Regions from separate parts of the Zea mays genome. Here all the other regions are linked to region 1. The links are chromatin contacts, called in public Hi-C maps. All regions are on one chromosome and are shown on one strand. Each heading gives the region's core, a stretch centred on a gene start, on an enhancer-like site or on the middle of the called end of the contact. The rest is flanking DNA. Distances are from core to core; before and after follow the strand shown. Region 1 holds the start of LOC103650918 (ubinuclein-1). Region 2 holds the start of LOC103650913 (U-box domain-containing protein 4). Region 3 holds the start of LOC100501448. Region 4 holds the start of LOC542019 (MADS16).

Region 1 (2,973 bases), core at 353-2,852:
GCTACCTTGCTGTCAATGTCATGTTCCTACTTTCTTTGCTGCTTGATGCTTTTCAGCCCACAAGCATACATGCTTGCTTGCTGCTAGTGCTTTTGCTTCCTGCTTGCTGGCTTGCCGCATCCCCATACATACATTTCTTGTTGCAGGTTGCTTGCTACTTGATGCTTCCTGCGAGGCTGCTACCTATCATTTGCAAATACTTATACAGATGTATTCTAAAATGTAGGAACATGACCGGGATAGTGATTCCCAATTCATGAATGAAGATGGCGAGCTGTGAAGAAATCTTACAAATGTGTGTTTGATGTCATGAAGACATTGAAGACCTTATATTGTGTCCATGTGTGTGTGTCGGTGTGTGAGTGTGACTATAAGTCTATTACTCTGTTAACTGTTATTGTGTATGGACTGAATTTATGTGGGCAGAGTGAGTGTAAGTTTACTTGTTGGATACTTGGATTTGGAATTGTGCTATGTGCTCATGTACTATTGTGGACTTATTTTATTTTCATGTTGTTCAATGGCTATGTGGTCAACTGGTCATGTAATCATGTGGTGATGTGGACTTATTTTCCGGTTAATTTTTCCGTTGAGGTAATTTCCGTTCGTTTTCGGTTAATTTTCGGCCGTTTTGGTTCGTTTCCGTAAACCCGTATAACCCGAACCCGTTTCCGCCCGTGGTTGTTCCGCTCCCGCTCCCATTTCCGATGAAGAATTGCGGGAGCGGAAACGGAAGAAGGGTTTTTCCGTCCGTTTCCGTCCGTTTTCATCGCTACTTCCGGTTCAGAAAACCACGACATATTGCATGTTTGAATTGTAGCAAAAAATCATGTTTCTTGGATCATGTATAGTTGAGTTATAGATTTATCTAGGTTTATGTTTTAACTAACTAGTTTTTAAATCTGTAACCGAGTCATACGTGATCCAATGAGCATGAAAAATTTAACGGACTCAGCATGTGTAGATCTATATAGTGAATATATGATATAATACGTTTTAGTACAAGATAGCTTTAGATCTATATATTTCTATTATTAATTCATAGTTGTAATTTTCTGTGGTCCAATTTTGATGAAATCTTTATGGTGAACTAATAGTTACATGCATGCTCGAGATGTAGTAAAATTTTGATGCTGATATATGGTTGAGTTATAGATTTTTATATGTTTCAAAACCCTAAAATCTAAGCCCATTCTATATGGTACAATGACCATAATTTTTTCACTACATCTCATCTCAACATGCAATAATTAGCTCGCCATATTTTCTTTTTATCATAACTGGCCACAAAAACTGTTGCTATAAATTACTTATAGAAAAACATAGTTTTAAATGTACTAAAACATACCATATCATATACCATGTAATATGAGCTAGCATAATTGAATTTTATATATTATGATTGCTGTATAATCTACTATATTCTTTTAAAAAATAAACTAAAATAAAGGGAGAGAAAAACTGTCTTTTGCTACAGCTGAGCTAGAAAAGGAACCTTTTTCCGCGCGTTATTCTTCTTCTTGTATTCGAAAGCCCAAGCCCAACTGATAAAAGGCCCATGCTCAAGCGATAAGACGAGAATAAACAACCACCGATCCCCCAGGGCCCAGGCCCACGCGCACACATTCTGATTCCGAAGGCAAGGGCGTGTACATGGCGGTGAGACGAGGAGCCAAAACCCAACGGCGACGAGAAATCCACGGCGGCTAGTTCACCCCATCCGGCGCGAGCGACTCCCTCCGCCTGCACCAAAAACGAGGGCGTTTTCGTGTCCCCTCCTCCAAACTCCGGAGCCCACATCCTCCAGTCCCCACTCACCTGCGCCACTCCCCACCACGCTCCTCAAAACCCTAGGTCCTTCGATCTAATGCCGTGAGCTCTCGAATTCTCAATTCCCCCAGCCTCTCCATGGAAGACCCCGTGGCGGTACCCTCCTCGTCCTTGACCGACCCTGCCGCTGCCGCCGCAGCTAGGGTTCCGGGTGCGGTGGCAGCAGCCCCTGGCGTCACCTCTGCGCCGTCCGCTCTCGCTCCGACGCAGCCGCCTGCCACCGCGGCCGCGGTCTCTGAAGCCGCGACGCCGTGCCAGAGGCAGCTGTTCACAGTGGAGCTGCGGCCAGGGGAGACCACAATCGTGTCGTGGAAGAAGCTTCTCAAGGAGGCCGGGCACACCGCCGCGGCACCGCCAGTGGCGGTGGAGCCAGCGTTCGCCGCACATGCGGGCCCATCTGGTCCGGTAAGCAGTCATCTTGCTGTTGTTGCTTGTTGGTTGGTTACCTGCTGCATCGCTGTAATCTGTGCGCTACCTAGCTTAGCTTTGAAAATAGAAGGATTCTCTGCAGACTGAGGGTAAGATCTGCAAGATGTAACGTGAGGACCGTTTTGTGTTTGGTAGGTAGCAACACGTACATCCCTCATAAAAAGCATACCTTTAGGGAACCTGTTTGTAGTGATGACGATGACAACATCGATGTTCTTAATCGCTATGAACACAGTGTGGTTGTATTCCATTGTTGGGTTGAGCTATGTATGTATATATTTTTTATGTTAGGTACCTGTGCTGTATCATGCAGAGATGTTCTACAGTGAGTATTAGTTCCTCTCTCTTGTAATCTGCCAAAATCTTGAAAGTATATAGGCCCAAATCAACGAAATATCACCCTGATGAATTGTTGTACATGACTACATGTTCATGCCAAAACCTTGTCATTCTTGAACATGACGCTCTTAACACCCAAGTATTTCAGTCTGAGAAGTATGTTAAAATAGTGGAATCCACTGAATTTCTTTACATTCAAGAAGCGTCGTATTTAACATCTAGTTTGTTTTATCTTTTGAATCAGGCACATCCTGCAGAAAATGACCCAAAGGATCCAACACAGCCAAATCGGTTCAATGCAGTGATTGAAAAAATAGAGCGCCTTTACATGGTAGTAAACGTCGTGCTGCATTTGATCCCATGTTCACCATGGAT
Region 2 (2,973 bases), core at 234-2,733, 380 kb after region 1:
ATTTCCATGATTAAACTAGTGATACTTGCACATCCTAAACATCAACACTGTTATATATATTTGGTCAAAATTTAGATTATTCTGACTCGTTGGGAAGCAATACTTGTAATTTTTTTTGAGACAAGGCAGTATTTGTTACTGGAGAGTAAGCTCTTTGCATGAAAGCTTATTAATAGCATGATCTGTTTGTTAAATCCATGTTAGTATTTTACTATTTTAGGTGTGCGGCCTGAAATGATTTACAGATCATTGCTCTTCGAAGAGCAAAGAGGAGAAATATGGAGAGGCTTGTGCTAGCATGTGGTGGTGAAGCAGTCAATTCAGTTGATGACTTGACTGAACGTTGTCTTGGTTGGGCTGGTCTTGTCTATGATCATGTTCTTGGAGAAGAAAAGTACACATTTGTGGAGAATGTGAAAAATCCTCACTCTTGTACTATACTAATTAAAGGTTGTTTATTCTTAAGAAACAACATCGTCTTCTCTGACACCCTAATTGAGCTGTGAATTGATTATCGTTTGACATATTCAGGACCTAATGACCATACCATTGCACAAACCAAGGATGCTGTCCGTGATGGTCTAAGATCAGTTAAGAACACAATTGAAGATGGAGCAGCCGTGCTGGTATGATTTATAATTTTTCTCTGTTCTGAAAGCTAGCAGGAATTAGGAAGAAGACTTTTGGGGTTTTGCCTTTTGTATTCACCATTGTTGACTCTGACAAAGGTTGCTACTTGCTAGTCTGGTTGGTGTTATTGGTAACTTACTCAACCTTGCATCTATAATAAGTTTGATAAAGGGCAATCTGGTTGTTTTCCCTTCATTTTTACAGTTTTCTTAATTCATTTGTTCTATGCTTATTTAACATACATCCGAATCAGGGGTGTGTGGGTTGCTTCTTCTAAAATAGCCAGGACAAAATTATGAAGTTAGAAAAAAAAGAAGATAAACTCACAATTAGACTGTAGGACGAGGACAAAAACACCGGTTTCCGATACATTTGTGGTTCCAGTTAGTCTCTTTTCAAAAAGTAGGTTGCATTCGGTCATTGTTCTGTACGTTGTTTTAATCTTTGGATTACTATTGGGTGTAGGGATGAAAATGGATACTGTCATTGTTCTGTACGTTGTTTTAATCTCTGGATTACTATTGGGTGTAGGGATGAAAATGGATAATTGAATTGTTAGAACAAATTTAATATTTTAAAGTAGATATGTACGTAATCTGTTCTTATATTATCAAACATATTATTGTAATAAGAATATTTTTTGTATAAATGATGTTATGCATTATTTGAACACGTAACTCCAAACTCGGCACGCAACTACGTGCCAAATACGGATACGGAGGTGTGCTTTGCTGGAGTTGGTCTGGCGTTATTCTCCTTCACGGCTCCCTTGACCGTGAGCCAGTAAGAACACCAGTCCGTCCGTACACGCGGAGTGGCGAATAAAAAACACGCCATGTGGGGCCCACTCCAAGAGAAAAAAAAACCGCGCCCCGCCTCCCAGTCCGTGCAGTCTGGTACAAGCAAACCCAGCAGCGCCGGGAATCAGCGATCAGCTGCGGGGCCCACGGGACTCTGGGAGCAGTTGCAGACGGACCTTATGGGCGTCGGTGCATCGGGTCTAGCGGAGACCCGCCATTCCCCTCCAGTTGGCCCCACCAGTCAGTAAAAGAAAGCACCCGGACCACCACGGACTTGCACCATCCAGCTCCACTTTCAACCACTCCGTCCGTCCTCTCCCCTTCGTCGCGCTGGTCGCTGCCGCCTCCCCCTCGTGTTCACACTCCTCTAGGCACCCTCAGGCCCCACGGTCTTCGTCCTCGCCTCGGCGTCTCAGCCTCGCGACCCGCGTGGAGCTCACGGCGGCGACCGCCATTGTAGTTCCCGGAGGTACAAAGCCCGCCTCTCTCTCTCTCTCTCCTCGCTGGAATGACTTGCTTTCTTCGCTTGTAGCGTTTCTCGGCTCCCGTGTATCGTAATCATCATCACGCGCGTTTGATTGCTTTGGGCTTTGGCATCGTCCCGTGCAGTTCCTTCAGCATTTGTGATTTAGGTGCTTGTTCAAGTGCTGCGATTACAGGGGGGGTGGGAGCTTGATTTGGTGCGCAAGGTGCGTAAACCTCGCACACGTGCACGCACGGCGCGCTCTGAGGTTGGGATCGGGAGTAGCAGTAGGTGTTTCAGGTGATCCTGTGTTTCCGCTCGGCTAGAGGCCCTGTGATTACGACAGATTTAAGGCTTAGGGGGTAATTGGATTTAGTGAGCTTACTATGGGAAGAGTACTCTTTGGGCTAAGTGGAGTTTCTGATCGTCAGCTTTTGCATGCGTTGAGTATGATAATTCGTTGTTCTCATGCCCAAGTTTCCACATTCCAAGAGATAGGAACGAAAGTACTCTGTATGCGCGATTTAAGGTCAAATACATTCGATAGGCTATACTGGCGATCACTTTATGGGATGTGCTTGTATATTTGACTGTCTATGTTTCCTTAAGTGGAGTAAGACCCATAAATGGCGTCTGAAATTTCTTTAAGCTGTACCACAATTTGTTTTTTTTTTTTGGCTTTGGTAAGTTCTACAGCTAAAATAGAGTCTTCAATCTTCATACAGGTCAATGGAGGAGTCAGTGCCAATGTCAGTAATCAGCAGTATTTCAAACTTCCGCACGCTGTCTACCAGCAGTGTGGTAGAAACTGAGCTAGTTAAGAGATACTGCCGGAAGATCAATGAAATCCTGGGTCTTTTGAAGCTGGTCCTGGATGAAGTTATCCCCCAGATTAGTCTAGATGATAGGATGCTTGAGGGACTAGCTGCTACTATCAATGATGCGATAAAGCTAGTTGGAAGCTGGGATTTGATGATGAGCAAAATCTATTTCGTAACTCCCTTATCTCTCCCATTTACTACTGTCATTCACATAAGGCACAACTTATAGCTTGCACAATGCTGTCGTTATTTGATACTT
Region 3 (2,973 bases), core at 130-2,629, 310 kb before region 1:
GCATATGTCATACAAGAGGTTCGCAGAAGCGATTATCATCGCCTCAAAGAAATATAATATTGCCTATAGCAAGAAACGTATTGGATGGACAGAGGATATTTTTAAGTGGCAACATACAATTCAACCTGGTGTTCCAATTGACTTAAAAGAGTATTTTCTCCGTACCATCTTCTTAGCAATTTCATTTTTTTCTATGATTTCTATTGTATATAACTTAGTTGGCAAAACATTATTCTATAGGCTTAACACCAGCTACCTTATCCTACAAGCTATGGCCATGTGGGGCAATGATAGTCGAATGAAATTTGTTAGGGTGAGTGGAGTACATTCCTTTCATATTCAAACATACATTCCAGTTACATAATAAAAAATTGATGTTTTGTTCTCTTATATGTCTTATGTGTAGGATGCAAAGATTCTTCGGAGGAACTTTATTATCGAACTGTTAAGTTACGAGAAAAATTCGTGCAAATATGTCTTCCCGGCAAATATACAACAGAGAGTTAACAATATTGTTAAAAAAGATTAGTTAGTGTACAAGGTGTCAACATATTTACTTATGATTAAACATTATATATTTACTCTTTAGAAATTATTTGTGTGATTCCATTTCAATCTATTTGGGTAGACATATTTATATCATTCTATATCTATGTTTAATAATCACATATTTTGCCGTCACTATTGTACTGACGCCGCCCGTCGCCACGGTCCTAAGTCCATTGGAGGGTCGCAATTTGTGTTCCGTGGCATCGCACGGACACGTAAAATGCAACGCAAATGGTAATGGTAATGGTTTCGGCTCGATTACTGGCGGTAACAAATTTGAATAGGCTGGTATCAAATTTTAGTGTGGTATCTGATTACGGTTGGACTAAAACAAACATGATTTAACGTTATCCGTTACCCATTACGTTACAAATATGTGAACCAAACGGCACCCTAGTGATTTCATATATATTCAAGCAATTCCGTAAAATGACAAAAAGTCATGGTTGTATCTTAGCTCAGTTCAAACCAAAAATGTATTAAACTGTTCCTAGTCCGTGTGAATATTGAAAACCGCACCAAACATCAATTAAAGCTAAAATGCAAACTGCACAAAATACTAAAACTAAATAAACTACGAATTTCGGTGTATGGTGTTTGGTTCGAGTGTTTGTTGTTTGGTAAATTTTTGCCCACTCCCCTAGTCGCACTACCCCCAATCGCACGTGAGACTTTTAGGTGCCGTTTACCAGGCGAGCAAATTCACCGACGCTCCGGCCCGTTGCCTCAATGCCAAGGAAGCCTCGAGTCGGGAGCCAGCAGCAAGCTGCAACTCGCTCGCCACCCACCCTGACCCAGAGTCCACACCGAAATATCCGCGTGGCGTGGACTCGGGCACCACTCTCCATTCCTGCATCCCATTCCCATCTCTTCTTCGCCTCCTCCGCCTCGCCGGCGTCACCGTCCGGCCCCGCCTCTTCCCCCCGCTCGAAGCTCGATCTCTCCTCCCGTTCTCCGCCCACGCAATCCCTGCCACCGCCGAATGCGGAACACTCGCCTTTGGTGACCGACTGACCTACCCTGCTTCTGCCGGGTTAGTTGAGTGTCCGCGCCTACCGGACCCCGCGCCGCGTCCGGATCTCGAATGCGCCGCCGCCGCCGTCGCGCGATCTAGCGGCTGCGCGCTGCCCCGCAGGAGGGTAGAGCTCCAGGGGCCCGGTGTGGTCAGGCGGCGGATATGGCAACGGAGGCGTCTACCTCTGCGGCGGGCGGGATCTGGGTGGAGGGGATGTCCGCGGACAACATCAAGGGGCTGGTGCTCGCGCTCTCCTCCAGCTTCTTCATCGGGGCCAGCTTCATCGTCAAGAAGAAGGGGCTTAAGAAGGCCGGTGCGTCCGGCGTCCGCGCAGGTGACTTGCTGCGTCTCGCCCCTTTCCATCCCCATCGATCATGTGTGTTGCTCCGTAGATCGTGGTGGCTTGGCTGTCTGCTGTTGCGTTTTCGCTTTGATCTTCGAGGCGCTACCTGAGCGCGCAGAGGGCTGGCCTCGAGGTTCGGTTTTTTATTCAGCGTGGAATCTCCTTTCTCGTTGAGCCTTGAATGCCGGATGCATGCCCCGGATCTGTTTTAGAGCGACAATTATACAGTGTATATCTGAAGTTAGTTCAAGTATTGTAATAAATTGTGTTGGCTAGGGAGTTGACCTGATTCGACGTAAGTAGCTGTGACTTGCGCGGCTGTTATATTCATGGTGTCACACTATGCATTGCATTTTGGTCATTTTTCTTATGCCATGCATTTGTTAGTTCAACAAAAGTTTGTTTAGTGACGGTTGCTTATCCACTGAGTACACAAATTCTCGATGAACTCCATTTCATGTCGGTTGGACTGTAGAAGGGTGTGTGGTACTGGATAAGGTGAAAAAATGGATTATTTGTTGGCTTGACTTTTATGAGGTTTCCGTTGATGGAAAATATGGCGGTGGATGTTCGACATGCAGTGCTTTTGAAGAGTTGGGGTTGAGTCACTCCATTTTAAGGCTGTAGCTCTGAGATTTATTTGCAGATGTTCTGTTCTCAGCCTTTGGCTTTGTTTACATTGCAGGTGTTGGTGGTTACTCTTACTTGTATGAACCATTATGGTGGGCAGGAATGATTACAAGTAGGTCACCTCTCATGTGAATAGGCCTGCTTTTGTTCTATTGCTGAATAATGTAATAGTATTGACGATTCTTGCTGCTATTTTCCAGTGATTGTTGGAGAAGTGGCTAACTTTGCAGCATATGCTTTTGCTCCTGCTATCTTGGTCACACCACTTGGTGCACTTAGCATCATAATTAGGTAAGAAATATAATTCATACTGTCTTGATGCTGCTTATATCAAAATGTCCTTTTGTTCCTTCTTTTTTCTAACATGCTTCTCTCACAGTGCTGCTCTTGCAGACATTATGTTGAAGGAAAAGCTGCATATATTTGGTATACTTGG
Region 4 (2,973 bases), core at 299-2,798, 280 kb before region 1:
CCTTTCCCAGTGCTCCATCTGCATCAGCAAAGCAACCGATATCAGAAATTAGTACACGGATGGCAATACCTGCAGCGTCAACCGCATTGATATCGACTGACTGGGTGGATTTGTTACCAGTTTCTCATTCAGGTTCGTCAGTCCATTATCAAGTGCCTCCTCGATCATGATCAGGTCTTTGGGTTGCAGCGAGTTTAGATCTTCACCTTTCAGGTGCCTGTACCATTAATAGGAGGAACTGAAGAGTTAATTTCCACAAAAAAAAGACCAATTATTCTAGCTTAAAATAACTATGAGGCCGCACTTTCTCTTTAAATAGAAACTTGATATGAAGATGGAAATTTTCCAAAAACAAAGAGTGGACAATTTATTCAAGTTTAAGCATTCACCTGAGCTCGATCTGCATGGTGTCGTTCTCTTTCTTTATACGGTCAATCTCTGCACTAAGGCTCTGAAACGGTTCGTGTGCGCATCAAATAGTCAGTCAGTATGTTCAACAAATTTAGGAGGCCAGCAAACTGATTGTTAAGCTCTATAGAAGAGGGGTTTCCGTTGTGTCCGGAGACCAAATATCACCTTGTGCTTCTCACCCCACAGTATCTTTCCAGAGTTGGTCTGGTACTTCTCCAGGATTTTTGATAGCCTACGTCATACCAGAATGGCATCAGTCACAGATAGAGGCGTGAGTGTTGCTAGTGTGTCGGTTCAACATCAGATACAGAACGCCAGTCATAACTATTTTAATAAAGAGAGGTATAGGTGGTTTACCTATACAAATAGAAAAAATATATACTTTAAACCGACAAGAAGCCACTCAGGCAAAAAAAAAAAAAAAAAAAAAAATTCCTAGACCTCATATAAGGTCGTTCTTGAGAAATAGACAAGAACAGTCACAGTACCGGCAAAAATCTTAATCCTGCACCTAATTGCACTGTCTGTTCCCCTATCCGAACCAACTTAAAATTCCATAGTAGTCACAGTAATGGAAAATATAACAGTATCCAAATCCAACCAAAAATAGAACAGTGCAGAGCAGACTAAGGGGGAGTTTGGTTTCGATTAATTTTTAGTCCCCCGTTTTATTTTATTTTAGTCTCTAAATTGTCAAATACAAAACTAAAAGTCTATTTTAGTTTCAAATGGATTAGTCGCCCCGATATAGATCCTTTCTCTAGTCCGGCAAAACCCGGAACAATATACTATGGCACAGCGAAAAGATAAACAGACACCGCAAGCAAACCAGGGAGTAGGAAACGGCACGCACGATGTCTTCGGGGAGCAGTAGTCGTAAAGCTTGCCGGCGCTGGAGAAGACGACGACGCCGACCTCGGCGTCGCAGAGCACGCTGATCTCCCGCGCCTTCTTGAGGATCCCGTTGCGGCGCTTGGAGAAGGTCACCTGGCGGTTGGTGGAGTTCTCGATCCGCTTGATCTCGATCTTGCCGCGCCCCATCTTTGTTCCCCTTCTCTCCTCCTGCGACTTCCCAAGGAAGGCTCGCCTCTTCTCCCCTTCCTGAGCAGGAGCCTGGAGCCGCTCGGTTGGTGGTGGTGCCGGTGCGGTGTGGTGTAGTTGGGAGGGGCGGTGGTGGTGGGAGGGGAGGAGTAAAGAGGATCGCCATGGCAGGAAGAGGAATGGCGATGAGGGGGGCTTTCGGGTTTGTTCAGAGGCGCGCGCCGGAAACGGCAAAATGGCCTGTATGCTTTGCGTCCGCGGGGCAACTTGGCTTCACCTCGCTGTCCGGTTGGGGTTGATGGCAAAGCCGAAAGCAGGGGAAGAGGTACTGTACTTGGTGCGGTATAATGGCGTTGTGTACTTCCATGGCCTCGTGTCGTGTCGTGTCGACGACTTTGAGAATGACGAGATTGACAAGACAATAAAAGAATATGATAAATTTATCATATATTTAAAGATTTAAACTTGAACACGAGCGTATGAAAAACGATTACCCACGTGATTGAACTCTGAATTATGGTTTTTGTTAGGCATTAACTCTAACTAAGGATGGCAATGAATCATGATCCAAATATTTATTTATAATTTGTTTGAGCTTTAAATTAATTTAGTTTAAAACTAAATATAAATAGAGTTGGATTCTAATCTGATCTTTAAATTATATAGTATAAAGTTTAGAGCTCCTTATCATCTCTAAGATCAACTTCAATAGTTCTCTAAACAACTCACTAAATTTTGAATTTAAGAAGTAAACAAAAAAATTGTTCTCCAATAGTTCTCTAAATAAACTTACTAAATGTAGTTACTAATGTAGCAATTGTATGTCTAGATAGCCACTCTGCGTGCCAGTTGGCGCTATTTTTTCAAACACCGTCGTCCGGGAGATGGAAACTGTCAACAGGAAAGGAAATCTCATCAGATCTTCAATGGTTTCATGTGTAGGACACTTAAGTTTCTATATTGAAGTTCTAAGATTTCATGTGTAGGGCACTTAGGTTTCTGCACATAGTGCGTGACAACTTTCTCGAAACAGCCTCAAATTTTTTACCATAGGCTCTACATATGATACCATGGCATGTGGATAAATTTCATGATTTTCTGACTTTGCTTATATTTTATACAATTTTAAAACAGTTGGATGACAAGTTCACGGTCATGTTTCGTGAGCATGGTGCTCGACAATTCCGATATGTTCCTAAAATAGGCCGTAACTTGTGCTAAATAACATGAATAGCATTTTTCACTAGTAGAAAAAGGCTCAAAACCTGCGGTGCGGTATATTTTTATAGGCGGATTCGGTTATCAACCGCCTATGCTATCTTTAGTGGCGGTTTCTTAAGAAAACCGCCACTAGAAATCGTATTTCTAGAGGCGGTTCCTTATGAAAACCGTCTGTAGAAATCCATGATTTCTAGTGGCGATTTTTTTAAGAACCCGCCTGTAGAAATCGATTTCTAGTGGCGGTTTTCTTAAGGAACCGCCACTAGAAATCATTTTTATCCTTAATTTTTCGAGTTTTTC

What was found. A called contact is a pair of places that touch in the nucleus more often than the background predicts.
Region 2: a Hi-C map of bundle sheath shows a contact between it and region 1, with 2.3 times the contacts expected there. The contact joins the promoter of LOC103650913 here to the promoter of LOC103650918 in region 1. A contact is called at or near these places in 3 of 25 Hi-C or Micro-C datasets (bundle sheath and leaf).
Region 3: a Hi-C map of leaf shows a contact between it and region 1, with 3 times the contacts expected there. The contact joins the promoter of LOC100501448 here to the promoter of LOC103650918 in region 1. A contact is called at or near these places in 4 of 25 Hi-C or Micro-C datasets (ear, leaf and tassel).
Region 4: a Hi-C map of tassel shows a contact between it and region 1, with 10 times the contacts expected there. The contact joins the promoter of LOC542019 here to the promoter of LOC103650918 in region 1. A contact is called at or near these places in 13 of 25 Hi-C or Micro-C datasets (ear, endosperm, leaf and 3 more) and 1 of 3 datasets of contacts at active chromatin or transcription factors (leaf).

Annotation. Positions count from the first base shown.
Region 1 is chr3:175,788,647-175,791,619 of Zm-B73-REFERENCE-NAM-5.0, reverse strand. LOC103650918 (ubinuclein-1) reads left to right here and starts at 1,602. Exons shown (of 13, transcript XM_020550403.1): 1 at 1,602-2,235; 2 at 2,843-2,929. The coding sequence starts at 1,909.
Region 2 is chr3:175,412,475-175,415,447 of Zm-B73-REFERENCE-NAM-5.0, reverse strand. It overlaps LOC103650913 (U-box domain-containing protein 4), which reads left to right and starts at 1,483. Exons shown (of 5, transcript XM_008676506.4): 1 at 1,483-1,899; 2 at 2,619-2,886. The coding sequence starts at 2,623.
Region 3 is chr3:176,094,033-176,097,005 of Zm-B73-REFERENCE-NAM-5.0, reverse strand. It overlaps LOC100501448, which reads left to right and starts at 1,379. Exons shown (of 9, transcript NM_001362580.1): 1 at 1,379-1,898; 2 at 2,593-2,649; 3 at 2,738-2,828; 4 at 2,917-2,973. The coding sequence starts at 1,727.
Region 4 is chr3:176,073,497-176,076,469 of Zm-B73-REFERENCE-NAM-5.0, reverse strand. LOC542019 (MADS16) reads right to left here and starts at 1,548. Exons shown (of 7, transcript NM_001111666.1): 1 at 1,265-1,548; 2 at 577-643; 3 at 390-451; 4 at 118-217; 5 at 1-18. The coding sequence starts at 1,452.